2 separate regions of the Mus musculus genome follow, and region 1 is linked to region 2. A link is a contact called in public Hi-C data. All regions are on one chromosome and are shown on one strand. The core of a region is the stretch at or near the end of the contact, and the rest is flanking DNA. Distances in the headings are between cores, read along the strand shown.

Region 1 (6,355 bases), core at 864-3,363, 75 kb after region 2:
TTTGGGGGGGTTGGTTTTTTGTTTTGTTTTGTTTTGTTTTGTTTTCGAGACAGGGTTTCTCTGTATAGCCCTGGCTGTCCTGGAACTCACTTTGTAGACCAGGCTGGCCTTGAACTCAGAAATCCGCTTGCCTCTCCCTCCCAAGTGCTGGGATTAAAGGCATGTGCCACCACGTGCGGCTGTGGTGTTCTGTGTGTCTGAGTTCGAGGCCAGCCTGTTCTACAGAGTGAGTTCCAGGACAGCCAGGGTGATACAGAGAAACCCTGTCTCGAAAAAAACCAAAATAAATAAATAAATAAATCTTTAAGCTGGATATACTGACAGATAATCCCAGCACTCGGGAGGCAGAGGCAGGCAGATCTCTGAGTTTGAGGCCAACCTGGTCTACAAAGTGTGTTCTAGGACAGCAAGGGCTACACAGAGAAACCCCGTCTCAAAAAAAAAAAAAAAAAAAAAAAAGGTAAAACACTAAAATACTAACATACTAACAGATAGAATTTGCATCATAAACATAGTTGGAAGGCCAGCAAGATGCCTCAGCAGATAATAAAGTCCTTGCTGTATAAACCCAGAGACCTGAGTTCAATCCCCAGAGCCACATGAAAGAGGAAGGAAACAGACTGTAAAGGGTTGTCTCTGGCTTGCATACATTCACTGTGGTATGTGCACATATAAAGTAAAAATTTCAAAATATAGTTGGATAAATGCAAAAAAAATGCAGTACTGGAGGCTAGGGGTGCTGATGGGGGTGTGTGTGAAGCAGGATTGGCTGGGGGGTGACTGAGTCTGGACGATGGATACAACATAGCTACTGTTTCTCTTTCTGTGCGTTTGGCATTAACTGTGATTCAGTTTCCAAAAGTTCTGGGCTCACGGGTACATGCCTATGGTCCAATATATTCTGGGAGGATGTTTCAGACCAGGAATCTAGGAGTTCAGAATGAGACCCCAATCTCTTAAGAAAAATTTAATAAATTTTAAGGGCAATGAAAAGACCAAACCCATGGTGTCAGGGATTCAGTTCTCCCAAGTTCACAAGAGGTGCATGAAAAGATCAGTAGCTAACAGTGTCTGCCATGGGGATGGGGGAGGCCAGGCTCTGGGATTTCTTCCTTGTGATAGACTGATTCCTGGAGTGAGAACCTCGTCAGGCAGAGGGACCCTGCTTTGGAACCTGCCAGTCTGTTTGTAAAGGCCAGCTCTCCTAGAGTAGCAGCTGAAAATACAGATTCTGGGATTATACACTGGGCCAAGGCAGGGCCTGAAAGCCAACATTTTAACAAGATCCCAGGAGAGTCTATGCTTGCTGATAATCATGATTGACTGCCATGTGACTGAAGAGTCAAGAGAAGGGTTGTAAGGATACCACAAACACCTTCTGTCTTCTCGCTGATATAGGAACAGGGTATTGGTTCCTGATGCAGATCCAGGCCTGGGAGAGGAAGGGCTTGGACCACTTGGATGCAGGCTTCCTAGGTCTCCTTGATCTCTAAAGTAAATGGATGGATTGAGGGGTGAATGGATGAACGGATGAATGAGAGAAATGAATGGCAAAGGCCTGTGCGGCCTGGCTGGGAACTCAACTAGGGCTTTGGAAGCAGGGTTGAGGCTCTGCTGACCTGACTCGGAACAGGGGAAGAAAGTGCAGAGGGGACTCAGGGTGGACGCTGTCTCCTCCCTAGGGTGGTTGGTGAGACCTGCACTTGACTCCAGGGCCTGCCTGCTGGGGTTTCGGGGAGGCGGGGTAGCCATATTGCAAGGCTTGGCTGGAGCTTCCCTTGTAGGAACCAGCCCCGACTCCTCCGTCTCCTAAGACCGTAGTTACAACTTCCCTTTAGGACCACAGCAGCCTCAATTACAAAGACGTGCTGTTCAGTGCACCCCCATGGCACCCACTCATCTTATTTCTAAGTCTGGCATCATATTCCTAAATACTATGGCTTAAATCCCTTTGAGTCCTGCTTGTTGCTAAGGGGACTTGGAGAGATGCGATTTTAGGGAGATGCTGGAGTCTGTTCCGCTGTGGATCCTCCAGTCTGCCTTCTCTGACCACTGAAGCTGACTGCGCCCTTGGTGGGGCCTCTTTCCCCTCGTTAAGCTGTGGAGGGAACCAACCCTGGCCTGGCCCTGCATTATAGCTTTGGCTGAGTTTCCAGACAGAAGAGGAAGTGGTGTTGTGTACCCAGAGCGACTTGGCATTTAGAAGGGGCTCTGGGATCTATTATCTTCCAGCGCGATGCAGGAAAGAGAACAAAGCACAGGGCTGTCCAGAAACCACAGGCCTGTAATCTTTCCAAATGCTGAAGACGGCCTGTGCACCCCCAAACCCCACCCACACAGCTCCCAAATCTCTTGTTCTCCCAGAGGCAGGGAGAATCTGTGTCCCAGATCACAGCCAAAAGGGGAAGACAGATCTGCTCTGTTTGGTTTCCATAGATTCAACCCAGAGATTAACTGCCAAGGTCTCCATGACACACCATATCAATCACAGGCTAAATGTCATAATGAGATCTGGGCAGGCTGTCAAGACAGGCTTCCAGAATCCTGTTACAGCTTCATCCTTAAAGATTTGGACCCGAGGAATCAAACACCAGCTCTGAAGGCTCTTGGCCTGGGAGAGCATCCTTCTCAGAGAAACAGAAGCCAACTCCGGCTCCTTCACAAAGGGGACAGGCTGATGACATAACTAGCATAGTGGAAGGAAGTAGTTGGATACTAAAGAACAAACAATAGCTTGACTACTAGTGGTAAGGAAGAAACATTAGGGAGTAGTGGGGACTGTGGCACATTAAATAGAGCCAGTGCCCCCTCTGATTTGGGCAGCAAACTGTCATTCCGTGTGCAAATGCAATCCAGATTTTTAAAATATTGTTTAGAGATATATATGTTTTCAAATTTTATTTACTTTGGGGGGTGCATTTCATAGTACATGTGTCCTTAGTACGCACAGCACACGTGTAAAGGTCAGAGGACAAATAGTAGAAGTTGGTTCCCTTGCACCATTTGGGTTCTGGTGACTGAACTCGAACTTGGCAGCAAGTATTTTTGCCTACTGAGCCATCTTGCTGTTTCTTAATATATCAGAAAATGTTTTTATTACATGCATGAGTGCATGTACTGGTGTATGTATGTGTATATCTGCATGGATATGTACATGTGTGCACTTGAGTGTGTATGTGTGTGCATGTGTATGAGCACACCTGCATCCTGCATGCACACACCTGCATGGATATGTGTGTGTATGTGTACATGTGTGTGTGTGCATATGTGTACGTGCAAGATTGCATGGATGTGTGCTTGTGTTGTCAGAGGACAGCATGTGGGTCCTGGGGGATGAGGTTCAGGTCCCTGGGTTTGCCAGCGAGTGCTTTTACCTGCTAGGTCATCTAGCCAGAGAGCCAGCACATGCTTGGAAACTATTGGCTTTGTTTTGTTTTTGAGACAGGACATCAATATATAGACCTGATTGGCCTAGAAGTCACTATATAGACTAGACAAGCTTTAAACTTTGAGCAGTCCCCCTGCCTCAGCCTCCCAAGTGCTGGGATTGCCGGTATAAGACGCTATGACAGGGTTAAAGTTACAGTTTTGAAATCAGATCAAAACCTGAAGTTCTTTTGCTGCAGTTTTCTCCTGCAGCACAAGAAACCAAATGCAGGTACCCCACCCTGAAAATGGCGGTGCGGAGCAACAAGAGCCAATGTGCTCTTAAGCAGAGTTGTGGCCCACTGGTGGATAGGTAGGGAAAGGCCTGGGGCCTCAAGCTAACATGTAAAGATTTTCCAAGCTAGAGACATCCATGTACCACTGAGATCGAGGGTTCCCGATGTCACCTTGGAGAACCCTGTAGCTAGTTATGTTAGCTCTTTCATGACCCAGCCTTACAGACATGTTTGTGCTGGCTTGAGGAAATTAAAGAGAAAAGAACACATCATGGTTCACTTAATCCCAGCACATGGGAGGCAGAAGCAGGAGGATCTCTGAGAGTTTGAGACCAGCCTGGTCTACATAGCAAGCTTCAGGCTACCTCGGTGTCTAGGGTGGGACCCCACCTCAGGAGGGAGGAGGAGGAGGAGGTGATGGTGGTGGGCATGGGGGAGGTCGTTGAAGAGAAGAGAGCAGAAGGTTATAAAGCAATATGTACATGGTGATTCTGTGTTTCTAGAAAGATATATGATTGACACTGGCTGTGTGCTTGTTGTAGCACAATGAAATTATGTCTGGTTCTGTTTTCTTTGTAAACAACCATCTTCTCGGTGTCTCTGATATGTGTGCGTGACATCAGCACACAGAGGGGGACATCCCCCCAAGTCTGCTTTAGGGCCATCATGTATGTAGAAGCTGCTCACCCCGAAACCGAGGACTGCCTTCCTGGGGGCCCTGGAGCAGCTGTGTGTTATCTACCCTACAGGCCTCCAGGGCAGCAGTCAGGCCTAGCTTCTGTGGAATCATTCTAATCCCTGTGCTTGCTGGGAAGCCATGGGGTTCCGGTCTGTAGGAGCCCCAAAGCTGGCATAGTGTCTTTAGGACAAAGGAAGTCCGGTGAGCAAGCACAAGACCTTGTAAGAGGCTGTGCAGGGGTGTAGCTCTGATGCTTAGGGTAAAAGCATCCTGAGGGAATTTCCTTCCTCCTCTGTCTGCAGGGGCAGAGGGCAGCCCCCTCCCACACCCACCCCTAGTGGCAGAGCAAGGGCCCTGCACTTCCCTTCAACCTGGACTTGGCTCAGGCTGAGCCAGTGACCTCAAGGACACTCTGGGGTCATCAGTGAGGGAAAGCAGCACCATTTTCTCTGTGACTTAACCTTTCAAGTTACATATGTGTCATATATCAAAGACAGGGCAAGGCCTGCCAGGCCAGCGTGAGAGAGGACTGGGCATGGGCTGGACAGGCCAGGACACAAACATCTCTGGCATCTTAGAAATCTTTGACCTAATTTGGCTTATGATTTTTTTTTTAACCTGCTCTTGGGATGGGAGAAAATTAGTTCTGCTGAAAAAACCGTGAGTTTTTTCAGGCCCCATGTACAAAGCTGAGTATGACCGTATGACTGTATGGGTGAGCTTGTCACCCCAGCGCTGTGGGAGGGCAGAGACAGGAGGATTGCTGGAGCTGGCTGGCTACAGGCCCAGCTCCAGGTCAATAAGAGACCATGTCTCAGAGGACCGAGGGGAAGAGTGATAGCGCAGGAGAGCCAGCATGCACGCATGTGTGCTCATGCACACACACACACACACACACACACACACACACATATATATGCACACACTTTTTTGAAAACCTTCTGCCCTCTTTTCAGAGAAACCTGCGGATATTTGTGTTCAGGGGGAAAGTTAAATGCAATGTACAGCACAGTTCTTCCTCAGCCCTATCCAAGTTGGGTCTAGAATGTTCTCTGAGTGGAGGGAGTGGGAACACTGTCACATAATGACTCTGTTAGCTGAACAATGCCTACTGCTGGATTTGGGACTTGGCACGAGTGTCCATACATAAGTATATACATATTTTCAATTTGCCTCAAGTCATTGCTTGTCTTTATGCATGTTAAATCTACCAAAATGAGCCCAACCACAACATAAAATCTGTGGGTTTTTTTTTTTTTTAAATTAAAACTTGGACAAGACAACCCAGGAATTGTTGTTGTTGTTGCCTATAATTTACTTCATAATGTACCAGAGGTAATCCAAATTTAACAGACTCTTTTTTCCTTTTGGATTCTGGCAAGTATGTTAACAGGAGGTAATTATGTGAAATAATATAAAATCCTTTTATTAAAAAAAAACAGAGAAGCCTTCGTTTAAGAGGAAATTTAATATTACTTCTCCGATGGTGTTAATGTCATGAACTCATTTGATTAACTCTTCGAATGGTTCCAAGTGCTTTGGGTGGGAATTTAGGGGCTCCTAATTGATTTTCCCAATCTTGGCCTGGCAGAGGTAGACCTCCTGGAGTTGTGAGAGGGCTGAAGGCCCACGCTCAGCTTCCCTCTCAGACAAGAGAGACAGCCTGGAAGGACATTGCCCAATGACAGAGGGGGAGCTCTGTCGAGGGAGACAGGGTCCATGACGCTCACAGACACCTCACCAGACCAGTTGTGGTTCCTAACTCCTGAGTAGCTGGGCCTCTGCCTCCTCTTGAGATGTGTGGGAATGCTGCAGGCAGTTTCCCAGCATGGCAAACTGTTTCAAGAATCATTTCCCACAGAGTGTCACCCTAGAACAAGCCTTATGTGGAAAAGGGTAAAGGGCGGTTTGTGCTGGGGGGGAGGTTGTAGCCTACAATGTGAGCTCCCTCTATTTCCCATCCAGACTTTTTTTTCTCACTAGGTCTGCTTTTCAAATGCCACACTGGGAAGGC
Region 2 (7,001 bases), core at 2,634-5,133:
CAAAGCTTATTTTTAAAAATTGCATTAATCTCTTTGTCAGGGGAGATGGGGCCTGCATTACCAGTGCCTTGGTACAGGCATGGAGGTCAGAGGACAGTTTACAGGAATGAATTCTCTTTCTTTCATCTGGGTTCTAGAGAGCAGGTTATCCATCTTGGCAGCAAACACCTCACCTAAGCCATCTTGCCAGCTCCAAAGCTAGGGGTTGTATTCAAGATGTATGTCCTTTTATATCTGCCAGACAGTATGGTAGACACTGAGGCTGCCACCGTGACTGCACAGCCTCATCTCATGTAGCTTGCTTCATGGCAGAAGGAGAAGTAACAGGGCTTCTCCACTCGTGATCACTCGCAGGAGCTGACATACAGCTTCCTGTCGGAGCAGGGACCGGCAAGGGATGGAGCAGCAGCTGCGCCATCTCCTACTTGCAGTCGGATGCATTGCAGTTTGTTGTTATACCCAGGTCTATAGACTTTGGAATTTACTTGCATCACACACTTATAACCCATTTGTCATATTTGTTGGATATTATTTTCGTGCATACAGATTTTGTACAAAGGTGCTTAATGTTATCTGTCTTAACAATATAAAAATTAACTAATTAAGATCAATGGCATGTTTGGGTAGCTTCAAATGAAAAAGAAGAAACCATGTAAATGAAATACTCTCTTTTCTTGGAATTTGTATTTTATCATGATTTGTTGTTGTTGTTGTTGTTGTTGTTTATCAGAAAATAGAGTGTGAAAGTGGAGTGGAAGACTGTGGTCGGTACCCCTCAGTAATAGAGTTCGGGAAATACGAGATCCAAACCTGGTACTCCTCGCCTTACCCACAGGAATATGCAAGGTAGGGGCGGAGCCTGGCGGCTGTGTGGGAAGGCCTGGGGAGCTCTGTTCTACAGCAGAAGTGAAATGCTTTGAGGAGAGAGGAGAAGTACACTTGGGTACAGGGATGCTGCTCAGCTGGGAGAGTGCTTGCTGAGTATGCCTGGCTTCCATCACCATGCCCCACGGAAAACAGGTCATGGTGTGAGCACCTATTCGTGAGCGCCTTGGAGTTAAGGCGGAAGGTCAGAGGTTGAAGGCCATTTTGTCAGTATATATTCTGTTGATAGCCATGAACTTGTCTCCAAAAAGTAGTGAGTGAGTGAGTGAATAAACAAACATAAATTTTGGTAGTCAGGCAGAAGTCTTTGCCATTAGCGTACTTTTGTAGTGTGTTTGTACTGTTTGTGTATATTCCTTAACTCGTAAGAACCACGGGTACTGTAAATTTCTCTTTGAGCCAGGAGGTAGTGGCACTCACCTTTAATCCCAGCACTCAAGGAGGCAGAGGCAGAGGCAGGCAGATCTCTGAGTTCAAGGCTAGCCAGGTCTACAGATCTAGTTCCAGAACAGCCAGGACTACACAAAAAAACGCTTGTCTCCAGAAAAAACAAACAAAAAACAGAGATAAATAAACTTTTCTTTGACTTTTGAGGCCATCCTGTTTTTGTTCGGTTAGTAGGACAATTGCTGGTTTTATATAGAACAAATCAGAGAAAACAACGGTCGGTTAGAGGTGCTTGATATATTCACTACACTGGCTGTCTTTTAGTTAAGGATATAGGTTTTATCAATAATTTCTCATCCCTTGTTTTTTTCGTGGTTCTTCTCCCAGAAATTAAGCAAAATAGAAAAAGTAGGAGGAAGTAGTAGGTGGCAGGTAACTTTCAGAGACCCTTCCCAAGTCACTCAAAGCCATTTACAGCCAACATTCTAAAAATAACAGAAATTGTTGTCAGTTTCCTGCTTTTCTTGAACTAAGATTAGAGTGTCTTAGCAACCAACTATATCACCCAACATTTCTTTTCTTCTGATGCCCACATCAAGTCACATGGTATTAGTAGAATCTTGGGGCTTTACCCTCCCAACCAAAACTACAAAGTGAGATTACATCTCAAAAATGGTTTTGTTAAAGAAGAAGGAGAAGGAGAAGGAGAAGGAGAAGGAGAAGGCGAAGGAAGAAGAAGAAGAAGAAGAAGAAGAAGAAGAAGAAGAAGAAGAAGAAGAAGAAGAAGAAGAAGAAGAAGAAGAAGATGATTATTCTAAGTCTCAGTGGAAGACCAGCTTAGCTGAGATTTCATGAATAAAAATGAGGTCGATAGGAGAGTAAGGACTGTGTCTACCTCACAAATATACCTATTACCTAACACTTGATACCACGTATGTACATAAACGTATGTGTGTGTGCATAGTTTACATATCTGTGTAATATGTGCATATAGCTTAAAGTGTCTGGAAAGATTTAATGGCCGGATCACTGAAGTGGATGTCTATAAAATGGGTGTTAGCATGCCTCAGCCCTTTGTTGGTGCTATGTAAACAGTTCTGTTACTTTCTGAAGATTAAAGAGCGTGTGCTTAGTGATTCTGTAGCACTGAGTGCAGATAACTGAGTTAAGAATATAACACTGCAGACAAAAACCCAAAACACTTCTTAATTTAAGAATTAAAGCAGCAGTGGAATTGGTAGGAAACAAATGTGAGCTTTTGACTGTCGGACTTGCGTCCACTACTTTAGACTATTACATTATATAGCTTCCTCATCCAGAGGCAGAAATAAAAGCCACCTTTTAGGACCTCTGCCTCATAGATATCCATATCATTTTAAAGATAATAAATTCACTTATAAATAAAATATTACTCTAGGTACAGCAGTCTGCATTAAGAATATTTAAAAATACAGCATTAAATCTGAATTTTTAAAAATATACTTGGTCACACTAAAGAATAGCATTCTGAATTGTTGATTTTTCAGGCCTGAAAAACCTGATGGTAGGTCATAGAGTAAAATAAGAACACATTATTATAAGCTTTATTTAAAATATTTTAAGGTCTTTATATTTCTTTATTACTGGATTCTCCACACCCCGCCCCCTGCCGTTTTGTTTTGTTTTGTTGTGTTGTATTGTGTTGTGTTGAGACAGGCTCTTACTGTGTAGCTCTGGCTGGTCAGGAATTAGCTGTGTAGACCAAGCTGGCCTAAAGCTCACAGAGACCCTTCCCTCCTGCCTCTGAGACCGACTGTTGGGGTTGAGGCTATATGCCACTATACCTGGCTTCTTTTTCCCTTTTTGAAAATGTTTTCAAAAGATTTTATAGCCATTTTATGTCTAGAAAACATTGAACAATGTTTAGCTTTTCTCTCTTGAACAGTATAGTCACTCTAATAGACTTTCTGATTTTTAAACTTTGACAGATTACCAAAGCTTTACCTGTGTGAATTCTGTCTTAAATATATGAAGAGTAAAAATATTTTGCTAAGACACTCAAAGAAGTGTGGATGGTTTCATCCTCCGGCCAATGAGATTTACCGAAGGAAAGACCTTTCAGTATTCGAGGTAAGCAAGTATAAACAAAAACATGGTCTTTTTGAACCCTAATATTCCTAACTGTTGACTGTGTGCTTGGATGGTTTGTGTATAGATAGCACAGTGTGTATTCAATCTTAGCATCGGAATTCACACTGCTCTTTAAGATAGCGCCATGGTTTAGCATATTTATCTGACTACATTAAGCAACCATTTAGACTGATGAAGAATTCTTACTTCATCACATCAACTTTTTTGGGGCTTTTTAAAATCCCTTTCTACAGCACAGTATGCACCAGTGAATTAGTGGTCTCCTTGGCTCTTTGTAAATTCCACATTCTTTGGCAGGAGGAATTAGCTTTGTTTAGCAGCTCCAGCCAGTGTCTGGCAGGTACTCCCTCTTCCAGGGAATTGAGCAGCTGTACGTATCTGCTTAGCACACAAACACCTGTGCTTCTGTCCAGTTCTTGCCAGGGTGGATAAATCCTCTGGGCGAGATCCCAGCAGATGTTGGGACTCTTCCCCAGTCTCTGTGGACAGCTACCCTAGAGAACCTTGCCGTTCCCAGGAAGCCCTGTGTTCCTGGGTCTCATTGTAGGTTTCTTGAAGATATTTTGTGTTTTCAGAGCAGACGTAGTAGCAGAAAGTCTCTGCTTTATTTTCATTGTTTAGCCAGGCTTCTGCTGCCAGGCTCGGGGATCTAGCTTAGCTGATCAGCTGTATACTGAGGACTCCAGGCTCTCCTTTGGTGGTCCTGTCTGTTCAGAGGGTCACTGTCCGTTCTCGGCATTAATCCTCCTCACTGTAGCTGCACATTTCTGTGCTTTGCTGTATTGGCCTCTTTGTTACCATCCTGGTGTGTTGTTTACTCTTCAGGGTCTCAGATCAAGCCTTCCTCCTACGGCAGACATGATGTCTTCTTTTTCTGAAAACCAGTGTCCTTTCTCTTTCCAGTGCTCATGTTGCTGTGTATCATTCTGCTGCACAGCTGCCGTTTGCTCTGGCCTCCAGTGTCCCTCCATTATAATAAGGGAGGGTCATCAGTTTCCCATGTGTCTAAGAGGCTTCTCAGGCAGGGCTTTCCCTCTCTAGACTGGTCAGGTACCTACTGCTGTGGTGTTTTTTAAGCACCTTCCTGCTCTTTCTAGTGAGCTTGAAGGGCAAGTGGAATTCTTTGTGAGGCTGCGCTATTACTTCTTATTAAAGGCCAAGCACAGGCTGCTCAGCCTGAGTACTACTGGCATTTCAAGCTGAATAATATATTGCATAGGAACTGTAGTATACTTTTTAAGGTGTTTAGCAGCATCCTGCCGTCTACCTCCTGGCTGCTGCTGCTGGTGCCTCCTGTCCATTCGTGACAACCAAAAATGCCTCAGCAGCCACATATCTGAGCAGAAAGAGGGTGGGAGGTGAAGGATACCAAGTACAGGTTACCCCACTTGATGTACTGTCGGGCTGCCACTCAGGCAGCCCCAAGAAGGCAGGGGAGAGAGTTGGTCTCAGGGAGCCTTTGCGTTGTGCCAGCTTTACTGTTTGGTCCTTTCCTCGTGCCCTGGATGCTTTTCCTCCAACCGAAAGAAAATTGAAACGACTGTTCATCTTTTCCCAGACAGCAAAACACATTGTTTGCCTTAAGTAATTATTGAATAAATCATCATGAGTAAGGCTGTGTGTGGACGCTCTAATCTATCAGGAAGTCATCTGGGCAGGATAATCAGTCTTGTTAGACATGTGTTTGAAAGCACAGAGATGAAAGTCGCCCAGGAGTGTAGTTCATTCCTACACTGAGGGTGTGGAGGAAACCCTAAGGCCCTATTCTAGCATCTTGATTGAAGGTATCAGCTTTGGAAAGGAAACTTTCGGATCTTTTCTGTGATTTAGAAAGAAGTAAACCGTATCTGTGATTTTGGTTTTGTGAGTCTCTTCTGTACCTGTCTCTTTTCCTAGACTTCTGATTGATCGGAGATTGTTTCAGTGTTTTCATTTCTGTTTCTGATGCACAGATGTACATCGCCATTAGTTCTTGTGTACGGCACTGTTTCCAAAAGGACCATACTCCCAAATACATCAAAACGTCCTTTAATTAAAGAGAGAATTGTATCCTCAGTGCCAGTTGCCTGTATTTGATTATGTTGCTATGTGTGGGACTAAGGTTCTGTCCAAGGGAAATAGTTATATGAAATCTAAAAATAATTTGTGCAGTATAAGAACCAGTATGGTCCACAGGAGACCTGGGAATGGTCAAGTTCATTGTCAAAGAGCTCGGGTTAGCAAAACCTGACTCCCCTAAGAAGAGTGTGGGGTCTGTTTGGCTCTCTGTTTCAGCAAGTCACTACATTTGATCAAAGACATTGGTTTCTGTGCCTTAGCTCCTGTGGAGGCCTCGGTGTCCCAGCTTGAGTCTTTTATTTTGAAGAGAAGTAGACTATAATCATTACACTTACTGTAGGTTTAAATTCACCTGACTCTCTCTGTAATTATTCCCAACACAGAGATTGTATATTCTCCAGTTATATTAAAATGATACTTGGGATAAAACTAAAATGGATGCCTCTGCTGTTTAATCCACACTTTTGAAGAATCAGAATAACTCAGGCGGTTCATTTATATTATTTTTATTTGAAGTCCTTTTGAAAATAACAAAAGTTTGGCATGCATGATGAAATTTTTATTTGTTTTTTTAATTTTCAGATTTACTTGGCTCCAATTTAAAAGTAAGAGGGCATGCCTGATAAATTTTAACTCATAATAAATTGCAAGTGAAAGTGACTTTGCTAACGTTGCTGTTTCTTGAACGAGCTTAAGGAGGAGACGTTAGCTGTCTTGAATTTACCTTAACAAGAGGAAAGATGGGATTCTGGCTCTGCAAGTAACAGCTGTTCCCTGGTTAACACTGTCTTTGTTTAATGGAGTATTTTAATCTTAGAGTGTAGGATTTAGAAATAAAATTATATACTTTTTAAAATGATATACAGAAGAAGCAAGTTTATATTCTGATGATACTTTTATGTTAAATAATGTTGTCTGTTTCTCTTTTTCTAGGTTGATGGGAATATGAGTAAAATTTATTGCCAAAACCTTTGCTTGTTAGCCAAGCTCTTCCTGGACCACAAAACATTGTATTATGATGTTGAGCCATTCCTTTTTTATGTCCTTACAAAAAATGATGAAAAAGGCTGTCATCTGGTTGGATACTTCTCCAAGGTAAACCACGAGCCAGCATGGCCTTCTCTCGCTTGCTTGCAAATGTTTTTAGTGGAGCTCAGGTCTTTGAACAGGGTTTTTTTGTTTTGTTTTCTCTTGTTTTTGTATTTTTATGACAATAATTTGAGTAAGTGGCTCATGTTTCTGAAAACCTCAGCTTTTTGTTTAAAGCTCATTTGAAAGGACACAAACAAGAAACAAAACAAATAACAACAAAAGGTGCCTAGGAAGTGTGTAAAGGACCCCAGAACCCTGTGCTGTGCTGACAGTGACCATGCGACATTTCATTACCACCTTGTAGACTGCCTCGCAGCTTTGATTTCCAAATGTTGAGCTTCTTTCTTCTTTTAAGTGGTGTGCACATGAAGCTTTCTGTGATGGAGCACTTAAGACCTCAGCCTCTCTGGCTCATTTCCTACCTCGTGGTCAGCAGTATCCAGTGTTAG

The links. A called contact is a pair of places that touch in the nucleus more often than the background predicts.
Region 1: a contact with region 2 is called in a Hi-C map of uterus, with 2.7 times the contacts expected there. The contact joins two enhancer-like sites. A contact is called at or near these places in 1 of 39 promoter capture datasets (pre-B cells), 2 of 484 Hi-C or Micro-C datasets (nephron progenitors and uterus), 1 of 115 datasets of contacts at active chromatin or transcription factors (microglia) and 3 of 9 other capture datasets (adipose tissue, liver and pancreatic islet).

Annotation. Positions count from the first base shown.
Region 1 is chr14:21,705,013-21,711,367 of GRCm38.p6, forward strand. The region is part of intron 1 of Dupd1 (dual specificity phosphatase and pro isomerase domain containing 1); the gene reads right to left. Among named protein-coding and RNA genes, the nearest start is that of Dupd1, 6.4 kb to the right of the region's middle. Within about 2 kb of position 2,114, at least 142 of the 459 cell types and tissues checked have an H3K27ac peak or open chromatin away from gene starts, as enhancers often do. A contact at or near this core is called in uterus, where this site is marked.
Region 2 is chr14:21,628,083-21,635,083 of GRCm38.p6, forward strand. It overlaps Kat6b (K(lysine) acetyltransferase 6B), which reads left to right. Exons shown (of 17, transcript NM_017479.3): 9 at 731-846; 10 at 3,240-3,381; 11 at 6,394-6,555. Among named protein-coding and RNA genes, the nearest start is that of Dupd1, 83 kb to the right of the region's middle. Within about 2 kb of position 3,884, at least 9 of the 459 cell types and tissues checked have an H3K27ac peak or open chromatin away from gene starts, as enhancers often do. A contact at or near this core is called in uterus, where this site is marked.